Regions from separate parts of the Mus musculus genome. Here all the other regions are linked to region 1. Evidence: chromatin contacts called from public promoter capture Hi-C data. All regions are on one chromosome and are shown on one strand. Each heading gives the region's core, a stretch centred on a gene start, on an enhancer-like site or on the middle of the called end of the contact. The rest is flanking DNA. Distances are from core to core; before and after follow the strand shown.

Region 1 (4,393 bases), core at 883-3,382:
CCCACACATATTCACCAGGTTTCTGCTTGAATGAATTAGCAAACTCATTAAGCTCCTTAGTAGTGTATCTAATTTCCTCATGGACTACACTTTCTACCTCCCCTCTAGGAGCCTGTTTTGCTTTGAGTCTGGTTACAGGTCTAGAAGAAACTATTGGTGGGCCTCGAGAAACATCAGTAGTGAAAGTCATTGCTGGTTTATCAGACTCTGCAAAATTAATTTCCTCATGTGGCGAAGGCATTATTTCAAGGGGTGGGGCTGAGGGTACTACTTCCTCATGTGGGGCAAACCCTTGAGAATCTGAAGATTCAAAATTCTCAGCTTCAACATGGTCTTCCCACACATCCCATTCTTGTTGTAGGATCCCATTCTTTGCCAATTAGAGCCCTTACTTTAACTGTTGACACACTCTGAGGCTGAGACTTGAATTTTCACTGTAGTTCAGCCAACCTTACAATGAGAGTTTCTGTTTGATTTTCTGCAACTTGAGCTCTATTGCTACAAGAGAGAAGATTCTCCTCAAGGACACACTTAGCAACTTTTAGATCGTTTACTTGTGTCTGGAGCCTTTCGATTTTATCACACAACTCCTTCCTTTCATTCATCATTTTTTCCACAGATACTAAGAGCAGCCAGCCAGTAAAATCATTTTCCGATTTTTTCCCCATCTTGTAGAAAGCTTTGTGCACTGAATCACCTAATTCATTAAGAAAATCAAGGTCATTAGCTTCTTTAAGTTCAGAATATAGTTTCAACCATGGGTCTTCAAAATTCTCTGAGCTCCCAGGAGGGAGAGAATCTGGAGAGGTTTCAATAGTTGAAAGTGCTGGTGGATCAACAAGCCAATTCCAGTATTTTAAAAGATTCATCCTTGTACTTCTGTTACTCTAGAACCACTCCTGGTACCAACTTCTGTATTAGTCAGGGTTCTCTAGAGTCACAGAAGTTATGGATAGTATCTAGATAGTAAAGGAATTTATTGATGACTTACAGTCGGCAGCCCAATTCCCAACAATTGTTCAGTCGCAGCTGTGAATGGAAGTCCAAGGATCTAGCAGTTACTCAGTCTCACGCAGCAAGCAGGCGAAGGAGCAAGAGCAAGAGCTAGACTCCCTTCTTCCAATGTCCTTATATTGTCTCCAGCAGAAGGTGTAGCCCAGATTAAAGGTGTGTCCCACCACACCTTTAATCCCAGATGAAAGGCGTAGCCCAGATTAAAGGTGTGTTCCTTAAACTCGGAGATTCAATCTTCTGGAATCCATAGCCACTATGGCTCAAGATCTTCAAACCAAGACCCAGATAAGGATCTCCAAGCCTCCAGATAAGGGTCACTGGTGAGCCTTCCAATTCCGGATTGTAGTTCATTCCAAATATTGTCAAGTTGACAACCAGGAATAGCCACTACAGTTGCTCTTGCAGAGAACCTAGGTTTGGTTCCCAGCCCCCACATGACTGCTCATAACTCTCTGTAACTTCAGTTCCGATGGGGGCGGCAGGTTGGAGAGGTGCGGGGGAGTGGGATTCCAATACCCTCTTCTGGTTTTCCCAAGTACCAAGCATGCATGAAATGCACATGTGTATGCAGGCAAAACACCCATACATATGAACAAAAATAAATCTTAAAAAAAGAAAAGTAAAGACAAGACTTGGACTAGTCGCTTCACGCATCTGAGCCTATTTCTGAGTTGATATGTGAAGGGAGATGTTCAAGGTATGTAACTAGCCACTAGACTCTTTGCCTGCTAAGTCTTGTCTGCGCTTTGAACTTGGACAGCCTGGCGGCAGAAGGACCACTGTGTGCTCAGGAAAGGGCTGTGCTAGCTCATAGTCCCTGCTGGTTGAAGGGAAACCCAGGGAATCTTAAGGGCCCCATACTGACCAAAAAGACAAAGTAGGTGGTTTAGAGCTTGGTTTAAAGTCGCCAGAAAGCCACTAGTCACCTGTTTGAGCTATGTAAGGTTTACGAGGACTTGGAATTGCCATCGTCAACTAACAGACAGATAACCCAGAGTATAGAAGCCCAGCCAATCTACTGGTATCATCTAGTGCGTTGTTAGACTGAAAACTACAACTCCCAGAATGCCACTCAAAGCTGATCAGGAACCGGAAGTGGCTTTGGGGCGGGACCAACTGTGTTCTCTTCTGAGCAAGGTGTGTTAGGTAAGCCAAGATCTGGTTCTGAGGGTTGGCTAGAGACTGCGGGGTCCCACCGAGACGCCTAGGCACCCCACAGCCCTGGGGAGTCTGGGTCTTGCCTTTCCTCGGTCGCAGCACGCGAGTCAGTGTGACCCGCGTTCCCTGCAGCCTGGGATCTAAGCAGGTGTTCTGGTGCTGAAGGTGGTTGGGCTCAGAATGAGAAAATGAGAGACCTATGCAAACAGGATGATTGGACACTTAGCGACGGCGTTTGTGCTCATCAGGTGGGACTTGGGCTAGAAAAGGTCTAAGGCGGAGACGGCGGTGTTAACTCCAAGTATTTATTGAGAGTCTGAGTAAACGGAACATTTAATTTTATTGGAACGGTGTGAAAAAATCAGACAAAAAATAAGTAGGTGGTGTTGGATAGTGAAAATATGCCTGATCTGAGGACGTGTGAGACTAAGGGAAGAGCATGTGGGCAGAGATTAACAGTTTATGTAGACATTGGGATATTTAGTATGTTTGGGAAATAGGTAGGTCACAGTTTATGCAGACATCGGGATATTTAGTATGTTTGGGGAATAGGTATACCACAGAGCGTAAAAGAAAATGATGGAGGAGGGGCTACCAGGAAAGATGGCTCTTGCTGAGGATGGGAGTTTAGTTCTCAGCACCCATGTCTGGGCGACTCATGACTGCCTGTAACTTAAGCTCCAGACACCTGTACTGAACTGATGCACACATAGCCACATACATAATTTTTAAAAATAAAATGGCTCTGGTGTGGTGGTGCAAGCCTTTAATTCGGGAGGCAGAGGCGGGCAGATCTCCGTGAGTTCTAGGCCACCCTGGTCTCCAGAGGGAGTTCCAGGATAACCAGGGTACAGAGAAACCTTGTCTCAAAAAACAAACAAACGAATGAATGAATGAATGGATGGATGAATGGTTGGATGGATGAATGTGGGAGGCAGAGACAGGGCAGATTTGTGAGTTGGAGGCCTGCCTGGTCTCCAACCAGTATATAGCAAGTTCAAGGCCAGCTAGGGCTACATAGTGAAACCCTGTCTATAAATAAACAAACAAACAAATAAATATAAATAAATAAATAGAATCCTCTAGAAAAAAGAAAGTTGACAGAAGGGAGAGAGCCCTTAGTGATCTGTGCAGATAGTGTGTAGATTTTGGATTACGGTGAGTGAAATAGAAAATGCTGCTGACTCTGGCCAGAAGAGTGGTGTAATTCTCAAACATTTAGATGCTCTTATATATCTGCTGCTACATACTTGTGAATATATATATTTCACAGATTTATTTTGAGACAGGGTCCCAGGTAGTTTAGACTAACCTCAAAGTCTTTATGTAGCCAAGGATGAACTTGAACTTGAGCCGTGAACTTCTGACCCTCCTGTTTCTTTTTTCGTTGTGCTAGTAGTACCTAAGCTGTCACAGCTGGTTTATGTTATGGGTTTGAGACAAGGGCTTTATGCATGGTAGGCACACGCTCTCCTGAGTTACTTCCCTGGTCCTAGGATGCTCTTTACTGTGTGAGGTTCACTATAAGTTCTTGAAGGATTTGTTTGTAGAGTAGGGAAATGGGAGGACCTGTTTGAGTTACACTCAAAGCAGTTGAAAGTTGGAACCTCATAAAGATGGAATGGATGTCACCACCAAATCCCCAGGATATACCATCACTGTGTCGGTTCATTAGTAACCATTGAGTGACTAAGGCTCAGAAAGAGTGCTTGTTCATTTGAGATGGGGTATAATCACTGTGTCTGCTAGACTGGCCTAGAACTCATAAGCCCCCTGCCTCAGCCTCTCAACTGCTGGGGTTAAAGTTATACCACTATCCCTGCCTTTAGAATAGATATTTTAATTAAGAGGTAAAATACCAAATCTGAGCATAGATAATGTCTTGTGTAGATTCATCGGATCTGTATTTTTTTAAAGATTTATTTTAAATTATGTGTATGTGTGCATATACATGTGTGTGTTCACACATGCACACACACATGTGTGTAGGTGCAAGTGCCATTAGAGTCTAGAAGAAAGTATCTGAACCCCTAGAGAGAAACTATAGGTAGTTCTGAACTACCTGATGTGGGTACTCGTAATAGAACCCTGGTCCTCTTTAAAAGTAGCAAATGCTCTTTAACCATTGAGCAGCGCCTCCAGCCCCCTGATCTGTGCATCTTGATGCTCAGCTACACCTTGGCTTTTTGAGGACCCTTAGATGATAACCTCTGTTCTGCAT
Region 2 (4,393 bases), core at 1,319-3,818, 240 kb before region 1:
AGACCAAGAGGTCTTCAAACTTCATGTTCTAGAGCTTGTGTTCTAAAAAGTGTGAGGTGGCCCAGGCTCACCTCAGCCTGGCTGTGTAGCCAGCAATGACCTTGCGCTCCAGGGACCCACCTATGTCTGCCTTCCTAGTCCTGAATTCTGAGCTGCTGCACCATGCACTGTACAGTGCTGGGTTCCGAACCTGGCATTTCAAACATAGCCCTAGCCCACAGCAACTTCCAATGCAATTTCAGGTCTGTCCCTTTCACTGGCCCTTCATCAAATCCACCTGCCCAAGCACGTGCTGGTCACACAGCCAGTGCTAAGAGCTAAAGGTTCTCCTCCCCAGCTTCCCTCCACTATAAAAATCAAGACCTTGCAGTGCTGGGGCTCAAACTCAGGACCTTGCACCTGTTAGGCAAGTAGTCTAACATTGAGACACACACCCCAGCCTTATCTGGAACTCATGGTCTCTCCTGCCTCTCAGCTATGGGCTACGACTTCTGGCCCAAGGCCAATTCTTAATTTAAAAACTATAATTTAGTTAAATCTGGAGTTTGGTGACGCATGCCTCTAGTCCAGCACTGGAGGGACAGGGCAGGAAAGTGGGAGAGCAGAGGTTAGCCTGGGCTATGTGCTGAGATCCTGTCTCAAACAAAAGAAAAGCAGGAAACAACCATCAGTTAAGAAAAAAAAATATTTAAAACAAGACAAAACAAAATAGTTAACTGATGTGGAAATGGCTTTGTCAGTGAAGTGCATGAAAAAAAGGAACCCGAGAGAGCTCAGTCTTCAGATGCACATATACCCGCACACCCGTGCACACACATATACCCGCACACCCATGCACACACATATACCCGCACACCTGTGCACACACATATACCCGCACACCCATGAGCGCACACACATGATCTTGGTTGTTTAGTTTTTAAGAAGCCTGTTCTTTTAAACTGTGACTCTTTCTGGGTGTAGTCAGTAGTATGCAAAGGCTACTAATACTCCAACAAGAGTGTCAGGAATTTGTGTGTTAGGAAGTCTCTTCAAACAAGGTAGCACAAGACAACTCAAACATATTAAAGGAATGTGTTTTCTGCTTTAGTTTCTTATATGTAATAAGTATAAACACACACATATTGTTTTAAATAACTGTATATTAAGATAAATTATTCATTATAGTAAAATTCCAGCATATTTGAGTATGGAGGAATGTGGGAGGAATCACCCATGTGATTCCAGTACTTGGGAGGCAGAGGCAGGAGGATCTCTGTGAGTTGGAGGCCAGCTGTGATAGCATAGTAAGACTGTCTACCAAAGTAAAACAGAACAGGACAGGTTTGTGGGCAGGAAGGGCAGACACTCTGAGTAAGGTACCATGCCCACTGTCTTTTTTTTTTTCTAAAGATTTATTTATTATTATATGTAAGTACACTGTAGCTGTCTTCAGACATATCAGAGGAGGGCATCAGATCTCATTACGGATGGTTGTGAGCCACCACGTGGTTGCTGGGATTTGAACTCAGGACCTTAGGAAGAGCAGTCAGTGTTCTTAACTGCTGAGCCATCTCTCCAGCTCCCAAGCCCTCTGTCTTATGTTAGGGTTACTATTGCTGTGATGAAACACCTGACAAAAGCAAGTTGGGAAGAAAGGGTTTATTTGACTTACACTTCCCCCACCATAGTCCATCATAGTAGAAAACCAGGACAGAAAGTCAAACAGGAAAGGAGCCTGGAGACAGGAGCTGATGCAGAGGCCATGGAAGGGTTACTACCTTGCTCCCCTTGGCTTGATCAACCTGCTTTCTTACAGAACCCAGTAGCCTAAACCAGGGCTGGCACCACCCAGAATGGGCTGGACCCTCCCTTGTCGATCACGAATTAAGAAAATGCCTTAAAGACCTGCATTCAGCCCAGCCTTATGGAGGCTCTCAGTCATCTGATGACTCTAGCTTGTGCCAAGTTGAGAAAACTAGCTAGCACACTTGTCCTGGACTAGTTTTCCAAGGAATTGTCTTAAATAGTGGGGTAAAGGCAACACACCCCAGGACCCTTAGGGAAAAGGAGACTGAGAAAACAAAAGCCAGCTCTACCCCTGGGTATAGCAGTTGGCTGACAGAGAGAGACTGGACACCCTTCCCCACTTTGGCTTCATTCAACAGAATATGCTCAAGAAAAGCCCCATCCTACACAAATATGGGAGAGACAGTGCTATGCAAATGACCTATAAAGAGTCATATGGCCATGGAGTATACACATTTTATTTTCAACAATGTGTCTCTGGTCCCATTCTTTGTTGTGCAACACAGGAACCTGAAGACTTTAACGGATGCCTCTGGGATATTTAGGTGACAGGTGACAGGTGGTCTAAGACTCAGGTTCTGCCTTTGACTTGGGGGTAGTGGGAAGAAACTCAGCTTTGGCCCAGACCATGAGCTAGGAGTGAGAAAGATCACTGACAGATCTCCCCAAGGACCCAGGGACATAATACCTGCCCAGACCAAGGAGGAAGCACAGCGCTGGAGAACTGTGTCACTGCCAGGCTTTCCTGCACAGCTTGACAAATACCAGTCATGTACAGTAGAGGGAGACTGAATGCTGAGAGAGGGGCCGCTCAGAGGAGCAGGCCCAAAGAGAAGATCCAGACAGAATAGTAGCAGAAGGCAAAGATGAGGGAAACAGGCTAATCACAATGCCACCATCATCTATACCAGCTCAATTCCTGCCAGGTCTGACCCCTGAACGACAACAGGGGAGTGCCCATTTCTAAACCCAGTGCACCTAACTTCCAGCTAGGAATTACAACCCACACAAAAACACCAGGCTTCTTGGAGCCCCAAGCAACCAGGCTGCTTCTGTCAGCTGGGATATTTTAGGACCTGGGAAGTAGGAGCCCTCTGGCCAGAGATCAAGACCTTGACCCTCACCTAAGGAAGTTGCCCAGCAAGCTCCACACTCCCACCTACATAAAACCCTGGCTTGTGTTCATGACACTTAGTACTCATAATGGCGACTTCCAAACGCATGTTATTTTTTTTTTCCCTTATTGTCAGAATCCCTGAAAATCAGTTGCCAGGTTCTTTGCTAGAAGCTAACCACCACGCGTTTCTGGCCACATAACTCCTGCCAAACATCTCCTGGGGCAGCTGTCCAATATGGCTACAGTTCAGGCTGTACAAGTTCTTGTTGGTCCTTGTTGGCCTGCATGATGACAGTCCCCATGTGCACCCAGCGTGTGAGCACACACCTTTCCACGTTCCAGCCTGAGAAGACGGCAGCTCTGCTGAGTGTCAATGTTCTAAACCAGCATGCCCAGGGCTAAGCTTATCTCTCTTCCCACGGTAACCTCCATGTTTCCTCCACTGCCTCATGCACTCAGGCTAGAGACCGAAGCCTCAAGGTCCTGATTATTCCCCGCCCTGGCCCTTCTCTCCCAGGTTGCCCTGTGCTCTCCTCTCCATCCCTGGGACCTCAGACTGAGCTTTCTGAGGCAGATCTGACCATGAGAGCTCTCTGTGCTTCTTAGTCACGTTCCAGAATCTCACCCTCTGCAGCCCCACTGACCGCTCCCCAACTCCTCCTGCCTTTATCCCCCCCACTATGGCTGCTGAGGACCTCACAACTCCCTGTGTGTGCTGTGCCCTCTCTGACTCCAGGTCCTCTCACCTCTTGTACTGGGAGTCTTCACCTGCCAACTCTTATTCCTCCTGCATGGTTTGAGCCAAGGGCATTACTTTAGGAGACTGTCCTGGCTCCTTGGTCAGGTGCCCTCATTTATGGGTTCGTGTGCCATACCCTTGGCACATCTATCAGAGAACCTCTCGGGTAGACTGTCATCACCTTTACTAAGCGCCTGCTATACACCAGATGTACTATGAAGCTCCTCTTCCCTTCCCTTCCCTCTGCCCCCCACACCCACCCCAGATTAAGGTCTGGATTCCTATCTTAATCTGGACTTGAATTTGTGATATACCTTAACCTCCTGAGTGCTTGACTTACAGGCATATACCATCATGACCAACCTAGTACTTCCATATGGAACCTTTGCTAATCACCTTCACCACCCCTTAAAGAGCCATGGGCAGGGCAGCAGAGGCAGAAGTTTGCTCAACAGCCATGCCTATGATAACTGTGTGAAGAGAAAAATCCTCTGCAGGGACCAGACCTGACCCTTTCACTGTGGTGCCCACATAAATACCCACATACTTTACTAAGTAGCCTCCTTCCATGTTGTTTCCTTCTGAGACAAGGTTTCACTAGCCCAGGCTGGCCTGAGCTTTGTAGTGATCCTCCTGCATCAGCCTCTCATGTACAAAGATTCTTGATAGGCACCACCATGCTAGGCCTCTTCCTTTAAAAAAAAATTCTATTTTCTGCTTACAATATCGTATAGTCTTGTGTTTTCATG
Region 3 (4,393 bases), core at 1,212-3,711, 150 kb before region 1:
AAGTGCACAGGTGAAGGCATGAGTGCACCTGCTAGGTGCACAGGTGAAGGCAAGGGTGCACCTGCTAGGTGCACAGGTGAAGGCAAGGGTGCACCTGCTAGGTGCACAGGTGAAGGCAAGGGTCCTGTCAAGGAGGCTCATTTCTCTCATATGCAAAGGGGAACAAGAGAGTACATTCTTCAAGGGGACTGCAGTGAGAGTTAAATAACATGCTCCATAAATACTTCAATCCAATGCTGGACATAAAGAATACCCTATGTAAACGATAGCTATTGATTATCATGATTATTTAAAAACTTCCTGGGGTAATTATTTAAGGGCTCTGTAAGTAAACAGCTGTTACATGATACTTGAGAAAGCCTGTTAGATGTTCCAGTTGTCTGGTGGAGCTGTCTCAGAGCGTTTGTTAGTCCTTTCAACCTCTGGTTTTATTGTATCCTTTCCATATGATTGGATTTAAATCCAGATACCAGCATGTAGTTACAGCAAGTGGGAGGCCAAGGCAGGAGAATTGCTGTGAGTATCACACCAGCCAGGGATACAAAGTAAGACTGTCTCATAATTAAAAATAGGACTAGAAGCATGGCTCAATAGATGAGAGCATGAGCTGTGCATGCGTGAGGACCTGAGTTCAAATCCCCAGCACCCATGTAAAAAGGCAGATATGGTTGCATGTGCCTACCACCCCAGCATTGGAGGGCAAAGGCAGGCAGATCTAAGAACTCACTGGCCAGCCAGCCTAGTTGAAAGTGTGAGGTTCTGATTCTATGAGAGGCTCTGTCTCCATTCAGTAGTAGGTGATACAGAAAAACTCCCAGCATCCCATTCTGGTCTTCTTATACATGCACATGGGCAAGTGTACTCTAACACACACACACACACACACACACACACACACAAGATTAAAATATATAAATTTTATGTTTATACAAATATGCTGTGCAACAGTATGGCACAGGAATACTATGTTTTTAGCAACAATAAAATTAGCTACTGGTCTCTGCTTTTCCTTCAGCATTTCAGAGCGTGTTTGTCACAGCCCTTTGAAGACACCAAATCTCAAAGGACTTGTTTCCCTGCTTTACACTGAACAACCAACCAAACCTCCTATGCTTTAGAGATGAACTGACAGCCAATATTTATTTTATTACCATTTTAGTTTTTTTCTTTTCACTTTGCTTGTTATCTATTCGGGTATTTAAAGAAGATGCAAGCCCCTCCTCACATGGATCTAAAATGGTGGCCGCAAATTTGTGCAGAGGAGAAGTAGGGAGAGAGGGCACAAGTGATTCTTCATGTGTAATGTTTGGTATCAGGGAGGTGACGGTAGGGAACAGATAAAGCCTGGATTAGGTCAGACTATCACCAGTCATTCACTGGATAAGGAGTGACCCGGAGCAGGGTGTTAGACTGGAAGTCTGGGTTTAAAAAGTGTGTGCATGTGCATTTGTGTGTGTGCATATGTGTGTGTGCATATACATGTGTGTGTACATGCATGACAGGAGCACACATGCCACCACTAGTGGAGATCAGAGAACAATTTTGTGAAATGGTTGTGGAATGGTTGTTTCTTCCACTTTTATGCACAGTTCTAGGGACTGGATGCAGGTTGCCAGACTTGCCAAGCAAGTGACTTTACCCACCGAACCTCCTCACCAGCCCTATACTGGGATTCTCTACAGAGAATCAGATACAACGGCTGTGAGATACTCGAAATAACCAGACAGGAGAGTCTTCGACCAAGATTTAGCCAAAAGTGGTTCCGTGACTCTCATGCCCCTGGTTATGTCAAAGATCAAACGAGGATTTCTTGGAGGCAGCAGCTAGTGTGCCAAGGGCCATCCTGGTCCCAGCAAGCAAGAGACATACATAAGCCCACATCATACAAGCAGGGGCACTGAGTCTGAGCCGTGTGGCCTGCAGCTGAGGCCCGGGGACTGGTCTGACTCTAGCTCTGGAAACTTACCAGGAAAGAGCAGGGCTGGCTAATGTTTCTGCAAACCAGCCAGTGAGGGGATCAGCTGACACTCCCAGAATTCATTTAGGGGAAAAAACTGCTCCAAGGAACAGCTCTAGGCTCCTGCTGGAGGTTCATGAGGGCAGCAACTTCAAGCTGTCAAACAGGGAAAGAACGGACAGACCCTGGCAGAAGAGAGACTGGGTAGGGGCTATAGCGATTTCTAAGCTCAGGGAGGAAGCTCCTGCCAAAGATGTCAAAGATAGGGGATCTTCAATGACTTGGGAGCCATACGCAGTTTGACCATCTTAGTGTGTTTTGTGTTGCTGTGCTAGGATATCATAGACTTGGTCACTTATAAAGAAAATTAATTTACTTCTTATAGTCCCGGAAGTTGAGAAATGCAAGGTTGAGGGCTTGCCTCTGGTGAGGATCTGCAGGCTTCTGCATCATGAGAGTCAGCACACAGTGGCAGCAGGGGGAGGGGAGGGGAGGGCTATGTGCAAGAAAAAGCCCATGGGGAACCCACAGTCATAGCAACCTGGGTCTGCTCTCAACAACGCCAGCTCACAGTAAGGACATTCATCCGTTCCTGAGGGTTCCGCCTCGCAACAGTCTGACCCTGGAGATTAAGTTTCGAAAGCACGAGGTGGGGGACGTAGGCAAACCATAACAGGCTGTGAGTTCTGGGCGTGTGGGTGGCTGCTTAATTATCTCGAGATGGAGATCGGGGAAGCTTGTGGTTAGCCATAAGGTGCCAAGCAAATGCACACCAGTGTTGCCCACATTGTTCTTTAATAGCTGCAAATAATGACGGAAGACTCGGGAACGTATCAGAAGGTTAATCGGCCTGCCCAAATGCTTGTGATGTCTTTATCAAGCTTGCTCATAATTAGATTATCTCAGGCATCCCTGTCAGTAACAACCCTCACACATCACAGAGCTCTCTGAAAACTAAAGTTTAGGCTCTCCGGGAGCCTTGGTCAACTGCCACCTGCCCAGAACATTTGTTTCATTATTGCTGCTGTCCTGACAGGGTCCCCTGGATCCCACCCAGGCTGGCCTACCGCGCACTATGGAGCCAGGCAGACCTGGAGTTCCTGGTCCTCCTGCCTCTACCTCCCAAGTGCCAGGATCTCAGGCGTGCAGCCTCCCTCCCCCATCCAGCTTCTGCCGCTTCAGATCCCATCAGTCCTATCCAGCACCTGAGGCAGGAACTCCAGCCTGGCCTGGGCTTTTTCTGTCCAAGAGATGATAAGAAGCAGCTGTCCTTAGCTCACTGCCATCCTCCCTGCCATGATTCAGCCATTCAGCTTGCGGCAGCCGCTGTGCGGTAGATGGATGTCTTTCTAAATCCAATCACTCAAAAATAAATACATCGCAGTAGCCTCATTAAGCAAAATTGGATGCAAGGAGAGGATGGGACCGGCTGATAGGAAACGAGAGAGAAGCAGGGTCTTTCCAAGCTGAGCATTTACTTGCCCTTCAGTAACCTCTTCCAGGCCTTTGTTCAGCTTGACACATCTAGTTTAAAAACGCTTATGTACGTGGTACTCTTTCCCAAAGAGAGTCTCTCCACCCCAATGGTGGAAATTATAATATATAGATCTATGTAAGATAGTCAAATAGTCATGTAAAATAAGCACACACACAGATCCTATGTAGTTCATTTAGTAGTCATTATCTTGCTCATTCAGTAGATGATTTGGGTATTTTAAAGCCTGTGCACATGGCAGACACTGCGGTAGGTGCCGAGAGGCTCTTAAATTAGATGCATTCATGCATGCATTCACCGGGACACACAAGCTGAGACCAACTCTGCACTGTGTCCTGTGCGTGCACCACTGGAGGCACCTCTATGGACTAGACAGCTGGGAAAGATGCTTAGGATGGGTGTGGTACAGGCTGAACGCAGAACACTGTACTGTGAAGTTCAACATGGAAGGTGCCATAGAAAGAACAGCGATGATGACGAGTGACAGGTGCCTTAGCGATGTAAGAAACGAGAAACACCCAGGGGCTCGGAGACGTCTCAGTCAGCAAAGTGCTGGCCAGGCAAGCTTGAGAGGTACTTGAGGAGTTCAGATCTCCAGCACTCCCGTAAAAGTGGGGTATGGCAGTTCTCTGGATCAGAATAGTTGGGGAAGTCATTAATGTGACTCAGGGGAGGACTTCACATTCTGGAATGACACCTGGTTAGTAACTTTGACCAATATTCAAGGTCTGAACTTGAGGTTCCTTGCAGGGAAACTTCCCGGTTTCCTTTCAGAGCCTAGAACACCAACACACACTGATTTGGAGGAGATGACAAGCCCTTCACAGCAGTTGAAAGAATCTAAATCCCATGTGAGGAACGACTCAGCTCTCCGACTGTAATTGCTTTTCTTGGTCTGATCCTCAGGGACAGGCTTGATTCTGTCTCTAATACCAGGGATT

What was found. Promoter capture Hi-C pulls out the DNA fragments that hold promoters and counts their contacts.
Region 2: a contact with region 1 is called in a promoter capture Hi-C map of hippocampal neurons, with 5 times the contacts expected there. The contact joins the enhancer-like site here to the promoter of Trmt10b in region 1. A contact is called at or near these places in 9 of 39 promoter capture datasets (the 3T3-L1 cell line, the C10 cell line, cranial neural crest and 5 more), 2 of 15 datasets of contacts at CTCF or cohesin (pro-B cells and stem cell-derived epiblast-like cells), 1 of 484 Hi-C or Micro-C datasets (stem cell-derived neural stem cells), 4 of 115 datasets of contacts at active chromatin or transcription factors (bone marrow-derived macrophages, embryonic stem cells and stem cell-derived neural progenitor cells) and 4 of 9 other capture datasets (adipose tissue, embryonic stem cells, liver and 1 more).
Region 3: a contact with region 1 is called in a promoter capture Hi-C map of hippocampal neurons, with 2.8 times the contacts expected there. The contact joins the enhancer-like site here to the promoter of Trmt10b in region 1. A contact is called at or near these places in 3 of 39 promoter capture datasets (cranial neural crest, hippocampal neurons and trophoblast stem cells), 1 of 15 datasets of contacts at CTCF or cohesin (large pre-B cells), 5 of 484 Hi-C or Micro-C datasets (the Ba/F3 cell line, the G1E-ER4 cell line, embryonic stem cells and 1 more), 4 of 115 datasets of contacts at active chromatin or transcription factors (bone marrow-derived macrophages, differentiating embryonic stem cells, embryonic stem cells and 1 more) and 2 of 9 other capture datasets (embryonic stem cells and pancreatic islet).

What each region holds. Positions count from the first base shown.
Region 1 is chr4:45,295,036-45,299,428 of GRCm38.p6, forward strand. It overlaps Trmt10b (tRNA methyltransferase 10B), which reads left to right and starts at 2,133. Exons shown (of 9, transcript NM_027266.4): 1 at 2,133-2,160.
Region 2 is chr4:45,052,498-45,056,890 of GRCm38.p6, forward strand. All of the region lies in intron 3 of Fbxo10 (F-box protein 10), which reads right to left. The region is part of intron 1 of Gm30939 (a long non-coding RNA gene); the gene reads left to right. Among named protein-coding and RNA genes, the nearest start is that of Gm30939, 9.3 kb to the left of the region's middle. Within about 2 kb of position 2,569, at least 9 of the 459 cell types and tissues checked have an H3K27ac peak or open chromatin away from gene starts, as enhancers often do. A contact at or near this core is called in hippocampal neurons, where this site is marked.
Region 3 is chr4:45,140,035-45,144,427 of GRCm38.p6, forward strand. No RefSeq gene overlaps it. Among named protein-coding and RNA genes, the nearest start is that of Tomm5, 34 kb to the left of the region's middle. Within about 2 kb of position 2,462, at least 36 of the 459 cell types and tissues checked have an H3K27ac peak or open chromatin away from gene starts, as enhancers often do. A contact at or near this core is called in the Ba/F3 cell line, the G1E-ER4 cell line and hippocampal neurons, where this site is marked.